Linked DNA regions of Rattus norvegicus: region 2 is linked to region 1. Evidence: chromatin contacts called from public Hi-C data. All regions are on one chromosome and are shown on one strand. Each heading gives the region's core, a stretch centred on a gene start, on an enhancer-like site or on the middle of the called end of the contact. The rest is flanking DNA. Distances are from core to core; before and after follow the strand shown. Region 1 overlaps Slc1a3 (solute carrier family 1 member 3). Region 2 holds the start of Slc1a3 (solute carrier family 1 member 3).

Region 1 (7,016 bases), core at 4,094-6,593:
AAAAATGCAAATGTGCTAGACTTTATAATATCAAGCATGGGTCATTCTGCTGAAGTCTTCCTAAGGGTGGACCAGGCACCACCAGCTCTACTTAGGAAACTTTTCTGTAGGTGACTGCCCCCTACTGGTAGTCAGAGAGATTAAAGGATGTACAGCTAGAGCTTCAAGTCGGAGGTTTTGGTGATATTGCTTACCAATTCTTTATTAAGAAACTTGAAGGAGAATAGTCTGACATAGGTGGTTATTAGTAACCAGGGCTGCTTTTGAAGTGCCTTTGGGGAGCTAATCCCGTTCTTTTTCTAAATGGCGGTTATAATCACAGAGATAAATCTATTTAATTTGAAGGTCAGACAGGAAACGACTCCATCCGAAAGAGCCCCGTGGTAGAGTTCTGCTTTTCTAATCCCAACACAGAAATGATTCCTTTTATCTGAGAAATCGGAATCTGACCTGGGCAACCAAGTGCAAGTGTCACGGCACCACGAGTCCCTCATCTCACTTCCGCCTTTTGACCTCCTGTTTCAGGAGAGTGAGCCTCGTTACATAGTACCTCATGGCTAAGCCCCCCAGCTGACTCTGCCGAGATTTTACTGTCCAGAGGCATCTTTCCCTAGCGAGCACTCCTTGAGCTCGCTACCGTACTTCCATCAACGGGGAAAAGAACAGTAACGCCACACAGGAGCATTCATGTAAAACTATCTTTTCTTTATTGAAAATACATCTACAAAGTGATGTTTCCCAGTCCACAGTGGGTACACACATCTGCGCAGCCTGTGATGGGCTGGCTAAAGGATCACCCTAGAGGACCAGTTTTCGTAAGAAACGGTTAGTATAAAAAATATGATCACACTGGGTAAACAGCGTTAATTTGACGCGGTTAAGTTTGTTCTACTAGCGTCGCAAAACGACTGCCACATAGGTTAACCTCTGTAGTGTACTTCCCAAATTGAGCCTGCCATTAAATGACTATTCCACTGTAGCCTAGTGTTAACCTTTATACGCATGTAACGCTCAGAATCTCTAGAAAGTATCTCTACAGTAGATCGGGAGACACAAGGAGTCTAGACCTTCAGTCTGTTAGCATAATGGTGTCCACTCAGCATTTTCTCTCAGAAAGAAACACAGCTGGTACTGTCAGAGGGCTCCCATTGAGTATCTTTGATTGGATATTCCTAAGGAAGTAAAAAAATCTCTTTTCAACCTGGGAGCTGCCTCGCCTGAAAACAATTCCTTTGCCCTCTTTTCTTCCACCCTCGTTGATGTTATTTTCATGCTGATTCATCTGCATTTAGGGAGGGGGAGACAGGGACACAAGCAAACTCCATTCTAGATGAGAGTCTTGAATGATTTGTCAAGAGACATCTCTGTACAAAGGAGTATGTGGTTTTGTCATCCTAAGAACTTCCAGTTAAAATAGGAAAAACTAACCAAATTTTAAACTTTTTTTTTTGGAAATGAGACCATCCACCCAGCTTATAGATATGAATCTGTTCCAGAGATATCATTTGCTGGACTGTGAAATAAGAAAGGAGTGATGTTATGTGTTGTTTCTTTGGGGATTGATTAGGAACAGAAGACAAAGCGTTTAGGCCAGCAGAAGAAGGCCAAGGTTCAGCTCTCTTTTAGTCTTTAAAGAAAACCAACTTTTTCTGATCTTAAAAAGAATCCTCCTTTGTAATGTGGGCTGTACTCTATTCCGCCTCTGCTCTTTTGTGTTCCGTAGTAAGACCATGGACACACTTGCTAGCTGCTAGTCTTCTCCTTGTTTCCTAAACATCTCACTGTCAGTCGAAGAGGTGGTGGGAGGCTTTCTTCCCTTGGGTTTGGGAAGAGTACCCAAGAAGGGAGTGCTTCTTTTAATGTTGGAAAACAAAACAAGATAAAACAGAACAACAGGCCAAGGGGATGGTCTCCCGGGATGGCCTTCCACCTGTCTACTTATATAACCCACATTCTGGACCCAGGATCTAGTGAGCCACACGCAGCCTGCCCCTAGAGAGAAATGTCCACTCCCATTAAGTGTCCTGTCTGAAATCCTCATGTTATACAGGGGCAGGGTCCTTCCTGATGTTGTAAAAGTCTGGGCTAGAGAGGCCTATGGTATCTAGGGGTCACTCATTTTCTGCATGAGAACACTGAGGCCCAGGGATGAGACAAGGCTCACTCAAGACCATTGGGGAGCCTCACTTTCTGCTCCACCTCACGGCTGTGCTGTGTGCATGTGGGCATTGCCCTGATGCTGATAAAGTCAGGATGAGAGTCAGAAGAAAGGGCAAACCTCTCAGCTACCCAACGGGTAACTGATAATTGCTCATCAAGTTGCTATGTTTTAAGACTAAAACTCAGTAGTGTTCTGAAGGATTTTTACATTTTGAAAGTTGGTTTTAAAACGTTTTTGTAGCCTATCATTTGCTTAATGCTTTTACTTACAAAACAATCACAAGGGATCATTTGTCATCTAAATTGGTAATGTTTGTAGTAACTTACTTGGTAAGAATAATACGAAATGATTTAAAATTTTCAAATGAGGGCTAAAACCAATACGTTTTGGCTGCTGCAGAGCCCTCCTTTGTTTTTGGACATTTTCCAATCCTATCAGAGTAGGGAGGAAAGAGGAGCTCACTGGGAGAGAGAGCTCTGGGAGATGGACACATTGTAGAACAGTTTCCAACACCTGGTGCTTAAGAAAGCACTTCTGTGTTAGTCTACATCTTGGTTTCGCTGTCTGCCACGGGTTTCTCTGGTTCATTGTCCTGGGCAATCAGCTGATACGGCTTTTTCATTTCATTCTCCTCAATCACGGAGTTCCCCATTTCAACATCTCGGTTCTTCAGTTCATGTCGGGACAAGTGTTCAACAATCCCGGCCCCGAGGGAGTCACCCAGCACGTTGGTGGTGGTTCGGAGGCGGTCCCTGTAGGTGAGGCAGGCAGGAAGGAAAAGAGAGGGTCCCATGAAAAACAACAGATCCCAGCATCTATCGCCAATTGGCTGGAGAGGGCTTTAGAAGCATCTTTTAAGTTCTGGGTAGTGTATCCCTCCAATGAACCAATTTCATACTTGAACACCTAACACCTACAACTAATTACAAGTAGGTGATTAGTTTCCAGTTATTTAGTCTGGCTATACACAGAAGGTGAACAGTGAGGACTGACCTGTCCGTCTGTCTGTCTGTCTCCCCCCGCCACAGGGGAGTGTGTGTGTGCACGCATTCACATGCGTGGAAGCCAGCAGTGTGGTCTTTAGTTTTTGAAATAAGATGTCTCACTAAACTTGGTTAGTGATTTAGCAAGATTGGCTTGCTAGCCATTCCCAAAGGTCCTCTTGTTGGGACTCCAGGCCTCATACGCACAGCAAGCACTCCTACCAACCAAGTCATTTCCCCAGTCCTCTTTCCTGGGCTTATTTAGCCTCTTCTCTTTCTCTCATTCACTTTCCATTGAATAATGGTTCTCCAAGTACGGTACAGAGTCTCCTTGGAGAAGTGTCCTGGGAGAGAAACCATGGTTATCCTAATACTATGGTCTTGCTTGTTTCCTTTACTCTTATTTTCTCAGGAAATCCTGGTATTGCATAGACTCCATGACATTACATCATAGCATACTGGATGCAGGGGGAGCTGGGGTAGTAGCTCTCTGATGTTAACCAAGACGTTTTGGAGGCTCACAAAATGTAATCCAAAGGCATTCTTTTACTAACCTTTTTGTTTAGAAGTGATTATTCTTCAAAAAATTGTTATTTATGTCATATATAATGAATCATTATCCTAACTTTTTAAAAAAAAAAGAAAAAGAAAATGTTAGGCATTGTGAAACACCCCTTTAGTCCCAGCACTTTGGAGGCAGAGGCAGGCAGATCTCTGTGAATTAGAGGCTAGCATGGTCTACAGAGTGAGTTCAAGGACAGCCAAGACTATGCCAGGACTACACACAGAGACACTAAGAAGCCAACAAGAAAAAAAGTTTTTATATGTTGCCCATTTCAATCAATTTTAGGTATAAAGATAAACTATCTTGAGAGTAGAAGCTTGTATTCTGCCAAAGTACTTTTTGGTTTTTTGTTTGTTTGTTTGTTTGTTTGTTTGTTTTTTTGTTTGTTTTTTTTTGTTGAGTCAAGTTTTCATTTGGCTCAGGCTGCCTTTGAACTCATTATGTGGTGGAAGAGGATAGCCTTGAACTCTATTTCTCAGGAGCTGAGATTGCAGGATTGAACAGTCTTCCCTCCTCCCTCTCAGTTTATGTGGTGCTGGGGAAGGAACCAGAGCCTCATGAACTTAGGCAAACACTCTAGCAACTGAACTACATCCCCAGCCCCAAAGCGTTTGTGCCAGTTGATGCCTCGGAGGAGTCAGACCACAGGCTAAGTTCTTACCTGTCACTGAATTTAATCCCCTGAGTGTCAGCAGGGGCAGAGAACAAGGGCATTTCCACTTTTAGGGAGGTGGAAACTGGGGTGGTTAGGTAGGTGACTACTGTCACAGGCTCAGAGCTGATCCTAGTGACCTGGATAGGCTCTGTCCCCTAGCCTTGGTGCACACCATTGCACTCTTCCCAGCTCTAGTGACATCTTCATAGGTGGACTCCGGCATCCAATGCTTTCCCCGAGGTCCTCTCCTAGAGCATCCCTTAAACTATTTTTTTCCCCAGTAGAAGGGATTTATGAGAGACAAGGGACAGACAATGTCCCTGGAAGGGTGAGGAAAGGCGGCTTGAAGACAGGCCCTACGTGGTGGGGTCTGAGGAGGTAGAGGGTTCATTTCTTGGGATTTTCCTCGGGGCCCCAAATCAATTTCACTTGATAATAAGAGCTCGCTTCCCACTGTCTGCACAGCCATCCCTCACCTCATGAGTCTCAGACATAGACATCTGCCTTGCATTATCTCACTGTAATGGGAAGCAAGGGAGGAAGGGCCTGAGCTGGCACGTGGGGTCTGCGGCTCCAGCCGCTGAGGGGATGTGTTGCGCAACCCGGAGAGAGCCTGGCTGACTTATGTCAGCTTTGCAGACAGTGAGTGGCTTTATGGAGGAGGAGGGAGAGCAGCCAGATGTGCCCCACCCGCTGGCTGAGAGAGGAGGGAGTTAGGCTGGGACTGTAGGTGAGGACTGGGGTCCGGTGGTGAGGATGATTCCGTTATAAGCCAGTGTGTCTTCCCCTCGGTTCTTCTCCAAGCCCACGAGGCTGTTATCATTCTAGAACTGTGGGGGTGCCAGAGGGGGATGGGTCTGCGGGTGGGATCTGTGTGTCAGCACACAGTCCCCCAAATACTCACAGAAACCAGTCCACTGCAATGATGAGTGTGATGTCATCCGTGGGCAGGCCCACAGATGTCAGCACGATGACCATGGTGACTAGACCGGCCTGAGGAATGCCAGCTGCCCCAATGCTTGCGGCTGTGGCTGTGATACTGTTGACAGAAGGACAAAATGGAAAAGTTTACAGATGTCTCCTAGTGGAGAGTACCTTGTAAGACTCGTGTTCCCCTGCTTGAGTGGAGGACCTGCCTCAGAAGAATGGAAATATATGTATACGTATATGTACATGTATATGTATACACACACATACACATACAAACACATATATACATATATACATGTGTATATATATACATATATATATGTATATATATATATATACACACACACATACACACAGACAAACAATTCTGGCTGGAGAGATGGCTCAGAGGTTAAGAGCACTGGCTGCTTGTCCAGACATCCTGAGTTCAATTCTCAGCAACCACATGGTGGCTCACAACCATCTGTAATGAGATCTGATGTCCTCTTCTGGTGTGTCTGAAGACAGCTACAGTATAGTCATATACATAAAAGAAATAAATCTTTAAAAAAAAAACCCAAAAAGCCAAACAATTCACTTAGTTACCTGTCAGACTAATCAAATTTGAGCATGCATATTTTATTATGTATCAGCTAATATACATGCTTTGCCTTGCTTGATTGTCACAATGGTGTTGTGGCCCACAGTGAAGTGGGCTTTATTTTGTGACCATTTTTTAAGTGAAGAAACTGGGGGCTACATTCTTTTCTAGGTCCTCAAAATCAGTTTGTAAGGTGTAATGAGCGCCAGAAGGGGGTGGGGGACTCTGTGGTAGAGCATTTGCCTAACACTCGTGAGGCCCTAGATTCACCGCAGCACCTCAATGGAGGTGACCTTGAGGTTTAAAGGGCCGTAGAGTTATAGTGACAACTTATTTCTAATAATCACCTTATTCAAGAGTCTGAATTTCTATGATTGATGTGGCCACAAAATTAAGTTTATCAATTCAAATGCAAATGATTTATGAGCAAAACCCTGTAGTGTTATAATTGTGTGTGTGTGTGTGTGTGTGTGTGTGTGTGTGTGTGTGTGTGGCCAGTATGGACCCAGTCTGAAGGTAGACGGGTACTCTGGAAGTACTTCCGGGATTCTATTACTGTGGGTGCATAGAGGAATATTCTTATTCTTAGGAGATGCTGAATGGTGTAAGTGAAATATGACAGGAATATGAAGGGAAGAAGAAATGGAAAGAGGGAGGGGAAGGGGGAAGGGAGAGACAGAGGAAGACTGAAGGAGGGAGTGAGAGAGGGAGAGCACAAAAATGGCCGAATATAGGGTTGGGGATTTAGCTCAGTGGTAGAGTGCTTGCCTAGCAAGTGCAAGGCCCTGGGTTCGGTCCCCAGCTCCGAAAAAAAAAAGAAAAAAATGGCCGAATACTAATTTCTAGATCTCAGTAGAGGATATTGTAATATTGTTTTAATATTTCTATGGATAAGGTAACTTCCCTGATAAAGAGCTACAAAAACCAAAAGCCTTACTTCTAATATTGTTACTATTAGCCAAACCAAGCCCATAGCAACTGAGGGCACAGATGGTCTGAACAGGAGTGAGTCCTAAAGTCTCCTGTTGGTTGCCTTGGTCTTTCTGGATGATTCCCCATAAACTGAGTTCTCAGCCTTGCTTGTATGATCTGTTATCTACCTTATATTGTCTGAAAATTAACCCAAGAGAGTAAGTTTATCT
Region 2 (6,540 bases), core at 1,772-4,271, 70 kb after region 1:
CTCCTTGTCATTCATAAAGTCAAGCTTCTTGACAAAGTTATATCCATATGTTACACAAGTTTCTTGATTTTTTTTTAATGAAGCCATTAATTCTTTGAACTTTATGGATATCTTGGAGTGAGAAAAATTTTACATGAATGCCTTTTGGTGTCAAGTTGGTAGAAATTTATTTTAGAACTTATTAGTTTATATGTTTCCAGCCTAAGGTTGTCTACACTGGTTGGATCAAAAAATCCCAGAGACTTAGTTTTCGTCAACAGTATTTTAAGGTAAGATCTGTGTTGTCCGTTAAGCAATAAACTAAGACTTCAAATAGTTGTAAACCGAGCAAGCGAAGGTTATATTAATATAGAATGCTGTCGACCATGCTAAATTAGTAAGGGACTGAAATATTTTGGAAATGACGTAGCTAGCTGTGGCAGGCTTCATGAGGCAATGAATGAAAGAGACCTGTGTTTGCAATCTCCCAGTTTACCTTCCCCAGTCACTGCATGGGAGCGTCCAAACACAGGACAGATTTGACTTCCATTTTTAAGCAACGATACTCAGCTTCCAGCCACACTAAGGATTCAATTATTATTAGAGGCCCACGATTCAACTTGGGCCTCTTGTATAAATCAGTTTTACGTAGCAAGGGCATTGTACAATGATAACATTTGGCCAAGTCTAGCCTACCTAGTGATTCAATTATCACTCTCTTATCGTCACTCGGCATGGGAGAGCATTCATCTCATTTCTCTTCTGCACATACTCAATGGATGCCCATGATGCTCACCAACAATTCTTTCTGATTGTTGTGTATTTACCATATATGGCTCCCAAGAAATGTTTGGGGCTTTTTGTTTGTTTGTTTTTGTTTTTCTGGAGAGGGAAAAAACAAAACAAACAAACAAAACAAAGAGAAAACCCAACTCTTCAAATGCAGAGGAGTTTGAATAGCTACAATCAGTCTATCTGATAACTGCTCCTGGGCATTCAAACATCGTGCAGAAACAGGACACCGGCTTTTGTCGTTTTGGTTTTGGTCAAATGACTCACCCACAATGACAGCGCTGACGGTGAGTAGCACAAAGGCATTCCGAAACAGGTAGCTCTTCACATCCTCCTTGGTGATGTTCTGAACTTTCTTCTTGGCCAGGAGCGTCCGCTTGCGCACCCCTTGCTGGAATCTTTCCATCCTGCTTCCCATCCTGGGCTCTTCTCCGTTGCTTTTTGTCATATTTTATCTTTCCAGGAATTTACCACAGCCTTGCACTTCAGTGTCTTGAACTTGTCCCCAGAAAGCGAAATCTCCTCTTTGGTGTTAGAGAGGACAACTAGAGTGGAGTAGAAAGGGACAAAGTTACAGCCTCCTGCTCTGAGCAGTCAGCACTGGTTCCCAGGAGGGCAGGCGGTGAGTTAACGGCACGGAGAATTAAAAGACCGAAAGAGCTACGATATCAGGCTAGATTGTATTTTACTGGACTGGGTGTACGAAATAAACATACAATTAGAATAGATAAGTGAAAGGTTGTGTTCCATTTCCAGTTTGCTCTTTCCCCTCAATGAGTAAGGGGTTCTTCAGAGTTGGATGAGGCCAAGCACCCTCATTCCCACTCTGTCCCCAGAGCCTAGCCAAGTGCCTTGCACAACCCACACACTCATTAAGTACCCGGTTGAACTAAACAGACAGAAAATTCCACTTGAGAACTCATGTCTTGTATGTGATTGAAGACATAACTACGTCCAAAAAAAAAAACAAACAAACAAAAAAAACCCAGAGATAGTAGAGACATATAGCAATTGGCATATATAGTGTGTCTCTTTGGTTTTATTTATTTATTTCACTAAGAAAGAAACATGAGCAGATTAACTTGTAAATAAATACGGCCATAAAATAAAATGCAAGTGCCCAGGTGACAGGAGAAATGCATTTGAGGCTTTTACAGAAACCTTTTCCGTGAAGTTAGCACATGGCCCTGGGCACATCTATAAATTATCTAATATCACAATCCATTTTCATATCATTAGAAGTAGGAGCATAAAGCAACATCTGTGTTCACGGCAAACCCACGAGGCATGTGAGTCTTCTGAGGAAACCCTCACTGCTGTCTCCGTATTTTGAAATTTAGGATTTTTGGAACAGATGAGGAGAGAAACCAGCTTTCATTCCAAACATTACAGCGTGTGGTTTCTGGTTTCTCTAAAGTGCTCTTAGGTTATTCAAATACAAACGCCTAAACCATTTTTCTTGCTGGAAGTCATGGGCTTCCTCCTGCCGCTGTGCATGAATCCTAACCCCTAGTCTTTGGCGATGATCAGCCGCGCCTGTGGACGTGTGTATCTGGCAGAGTCGGAGCCAGCGTGTGCGTCTGTGGGGGAGGTAGCTCGCAGGCTTTCGGTAAATCCAAGGGTGCAAAAAAAAAAAAAAAGACTTAATAGTTTTGACTTTTAAATAAAATTGCAGCTGAGGTCATTGATAGTAAGATTTGCGATGCAGTTAGTACCTTACACTAGATTAAAAGCTTAAAGAGGGGGGTAAGAGAGGAGAGTCCAGATTTTTTTTCCACTAATAGTTCTGATGTCCTTAACCCGTCAGTTCCCCTTAAAGTACACCAGTTCAGTCTTGTTTTACTCTAGATCTCTAACCTCCGTCTACCCCCCCCCCCAAAAAAAAAAAAAAACTCCCCACCGTCCAACCTTGACCGACTGAATTTGAAACCCAGAGAGGACTGGGCTTGCATAGTTAGCACACGCTGGCTGCTCTCAGTCCTAACAGGACCTTACCTACCAATATGGCTAGCTTTACTCCGTCGCTCAGCAAACAGAAAAGTGGGACGCGAAACTGAGCCCCGCGGGCTACAGGAGGCTGCGCTTACCTTTTCTGATTCTGTGACTGGTGGAAGACACCCCAGGCTACGTCGAAGTGAATTTCCCCAGCAGGTAGCTCGGAGTAACAGCTCAGCGAGCGGCGAGCGGAGGGGCAGGCTGGCCCTGACAACATGCATGTGCTCCGAAACCGCCACTTACTATCAGGCAACTTAAGAAAAGAGGCGGAGCCTGTGCTGGGGAAAGGGGGAGTGGGAAAATGAAAACAGCAGGAGGAGGAGGGGGGAGCCGGAGCTCCCCGGAATATTGATTACTTGGCACAACAGAAGCATGCTCTATGGCTTTGTTTTGCTCCTTAGACCACGTTCACGTTTTCGTAGTTCACTTTTATTAGAAGTGCAAAACCAGGACCTGGAAGAATCGAAAACTAAAGTGCGCACACACATGGACGCTGGAAGTCGGGATTTAAAAGTTTGGAAGAATCCTGCAAGCCACGTTTAATTACCTCACTTTATTTCAGGTTTCCTCCCCTTCAGGGGACGTCAGAGGGTGTTCTTTTGCCTGCTCATACAACTGTTGCAGCACCCCACCCCTTTAGCACTGGGGACGTAACTGAAATTTCTTGCAAGGATCCTGAATACAATTAAGTGTAGAGAGGAAAATGCTTACTGCCACCCTCTCAACTTGTATAAAGTTACTCAAAACACAAGGTGAGACATGCCCCTGTTTTACAGTTTAAAACTCCAAAATAAGAAATCTGATTGGATGGACTCTCTGGCTGCCTGCTGTGTGGACAGAAAAAAGGTAAGAAACACAAAAAGAACAGGATCCCTGCCAAACTGTAAAGTAAACTGTGTTTTAAGACCAAGAGTGCAAATGCACACTCATGATTTCCAAAGGTAAGTCGCTATTCCATTGCTATTCCATTCCGTTTAAAGGATGCTGAATGCCCCCATCCCGGTTTTCAGGAGTTAGAAAAGTTCTCTCTCTCTCTCTCTCTCTCTCTCTCTCTCTCTCTCTCTCTCTCTCTCTCTCCTTTTCTGTTCCGTGTGTGTGTGTGTGTGTGTGTGTGTGTGTGTGTGTGTGTGTGTGTGTTTGTTTGTTTTTGGGTTTTTCAAGACAGGATTTCTCTGCGTAGCCCTGGTTGTCCTGGAACTCACTCTGCAGACCAGGGTGGCCTTGAACTCAAAGATCCAGCTGCCCCTGCCTCCCAAGTGCTAGGATTAAAGGAGACTTTGCCATTTTTCTTAAAAGAAAAATGGACTGCACAAATAGACAACTTATAAATTAAAAATGAATTGTTGGGCTGGAGAGATGGCTCAGTGGTTAAAAGCTCTGACTGCTCTTCCAGAGGTCCTGAGTTCAAATCCCAGCAACCACATGGTGGCTCACAACCATCTGTAATGAGATCTGATGCCCTCTTCTGATGTGCCTGAACAGTTACAGTGTACTTATATATAATAAATAAATACATCTTTTAAAAAAATGAATTAAGAGTGACTTACCCCTCCCTCCTCAAATTTAAAAACTTGCTGAAGTGAAAGAAAATGACTCATCTGAAACATGAAAACACACCCAAGATCACAGCCCTCATTCTATTTGCTGGTTCACTAAAATCCCCACGCAAAGTCTGCTCAGTTTTTCTGTCTGTCATCCAACACCAAAATATGTATTTTGTTCCTCATTAGCAAATCCAGGGAGCAATGTAAAAAAAAGTTTCCTGCCAGCCTTAATCCTTCATGGATGCGCTTTGGAACAGTTACTGGTTGGAAAGCAGTGCTGAGTGTGTAAGAGTGCTCGACCTGTCAAATTAGCAGCAATTGTAAAAGCTTCCTAACATTACACTGCTCGAATAATTTAATGACAATCTTCGGTCTCTTGTCAGCCTCAGCTCTCAGTGATCTTTTCTTTCCTCTGGTCCCTCAGATCCCTTACCATCTGCACGCCATTGCTTAACACTTAGTTAGATGCTGCCTTGGTCTGTGCCCTTCCTACTGAGATGTGTCCAGTCTGGGCTTCTCAGCTGAACGATGATAAGTTCTTTGAGGGCAAGCGTTTGCCTTGTGCCTGATAAACAGCGAGCGTTAAGCAACTCTTGAGATTGGCTGATAGAATCTAAGAGGCCGCATCCCTTATTTACCAAGCCCTTTGTTTCCTGCTGCTACCTTCCATGTGCATAGACTGTCATCTCAACCTGAGTCCTTCCTTTGTCACTGATAGGCTCCATTTGCTTTTTCTGTGTATGATTTGCATTTTAGGGGAACTCGAAAGGCAAACAGGACAATTTTAAGTGGCGTCTTCGTGTAACATTTAAATCAATAACACTTCTGCTTCACCTTGCCCACCTTCCAAACAAGCAAGCAAACAAACAAACAAAACACCCAAAAAAGCATTCTGGTTAGCACAGAGGAGAGCCTGTCTTGTTTTTTCTCTCCTCCCCCCACCTCTGCTCCTTACTAAATCCCTAAAGCTTGGCTAAAACTATTTTACTATTTCAATTTGTGCAAAAAGCATAGGAGTCTGGCGTTCATAGAGAAAGGAAGTAATTCTCCCTTGGAAATGTTGTTGGTTGTAATAAAACCTAATGAGAAAATGAGATGCAACGAGTCTCAGTTCAGAGTTCATATGAACTGCGAGGTCTGGGTCTGGGCCAAATATTGGGAATTACTTCTTCTGCATGTACTTAAAATGAAAACAAAACAAAACAAAACAAAAAAAGCAATATGGCAGAAACATCCTGGGGGCAACCTGATTTGTTTTGGGTACTTCTCCCACGGACTCCTCTATTCTCTAAGCAGAACCGTTGAACTTGGAAATGATTTCCCTCCCCCCTTCATAGAAGTACCAAATAAATGAAAGATCAAAACCATTGTGAACCGAATGTTGTGTTATATTTCTAGTACTTAGATACTGGAAACATCGGCACCACAGTTGCAGACGAACGCAAACAGCCCCCCACACAAACACACATGTGTGGCAAATAAAGTGGTCAACTCTTTTATTTTGAGCATGAAAAGACAACCTGTGGTTTAGGTAAACTCTTTCTCCTGGGAAAAGAGGACAGGGAAAAAAGCAATCCATCCATAAATGAGCCCCACCCCTGTCACCTGTAGGGCAGCAGGAGTGAACACGGACTTAAGTGTTAACACATCTACATGACTGTCGGATTGTAGAACCCACAATCTAACTCTAGGGAAACGGGAAGGACCTGGCTTACCCCCAGTGCGTAACTAGACCAGACAGAGAGAGCAGGAGAAGATGTGTGGTAGATGGTCTCTTGTTTTGCTGTACACATACATACCCCAGAAATATCTGTAGTGAACCTCGGGGGGTTGTGTTTTTAACTGACTGGATTTTATTCTAAAAAAATCATACGAGGACTGAAGAAAAATGCAACTGTGTTAAGTGTGGAGGTTAATAGGTTTAGAGTGTGTGTTGATTTATGTGTTCGGTCAACCAACATGTAGTAATCACTGTGATTCAAATGTTGGTTTCTTTCATAGCCACACATCCATAAACATTATGCAACAGACCAGAGAGTGTTATGGGAGTTCTGTGGGGAGCCCTATTAGCCAGTTCGATAATGAGATTGAGAGCAAGATGAGGGAGGGAGCTGTGTGGATTCCTGCTGGATGGGCAGTCATGGGGCCCCCACTGGCAGATGTAAGGTTGGGCACCATGGGTAGGATGGGGATTCCTTCTGGAGAAGAGGCAAGAATGTCCCAAAGCATC

The links. Hi-C and Micro-C count contacts between places; a contact is called where the count stands out from the background.
Region 2: a Hi-C map of the A7r5 cell line shows a contact between it and region 1, with 4 times the contacts expected there. The contact joins the promoter of Slc1a3 here to the enhancer-like site in region 1. A contact is called at or near these places in 4 of 12 Hi-C or Micro-C datasets (the A7r5 cell line, Schwann cells, frontal cortex and 1 more) and 1 of 1 datasets of contacts at active chromatin or transcription factors (oligodendrocytes).

Annotation. Positions count from the first base shown.
Region 1 is chr2:59,482,023-59,489,038 of GRCr8, forward strand. It overlaps Slc1a3 (solute carrier family 1 member 3), which reads right to left. Exons shown (of 10, transcript NM_019225.2): 9 at 5,269-5,403; 10 at 685-2,913. The coding sequence ends at 2,706. Among named protein-coding and RNA genes, the nearest start is that of Slc1a3, 72 kb to the right of the region's middle. Within about 2 kb of position 5,344, at least 19 of the 93 cell types and tissues checked have an H3K27ac peak or open chromatin away from gene starts, as enhancers often do. A contact at or near this core is called in the A7r5 cell line and Schwann cells, where this site is marked.
Region 2 is chr2:59,554,766-59,561,305 of GRCr8, forward strand. Slc1a3 (solute carrier family 1 member 3) reads right to left here and starts at 3,022. Exons shown (of 10, transcript NM_019225.2): 1 at 2,859-3,022; 2 at 1,039-1,316. The coding sequence starts at 1,219.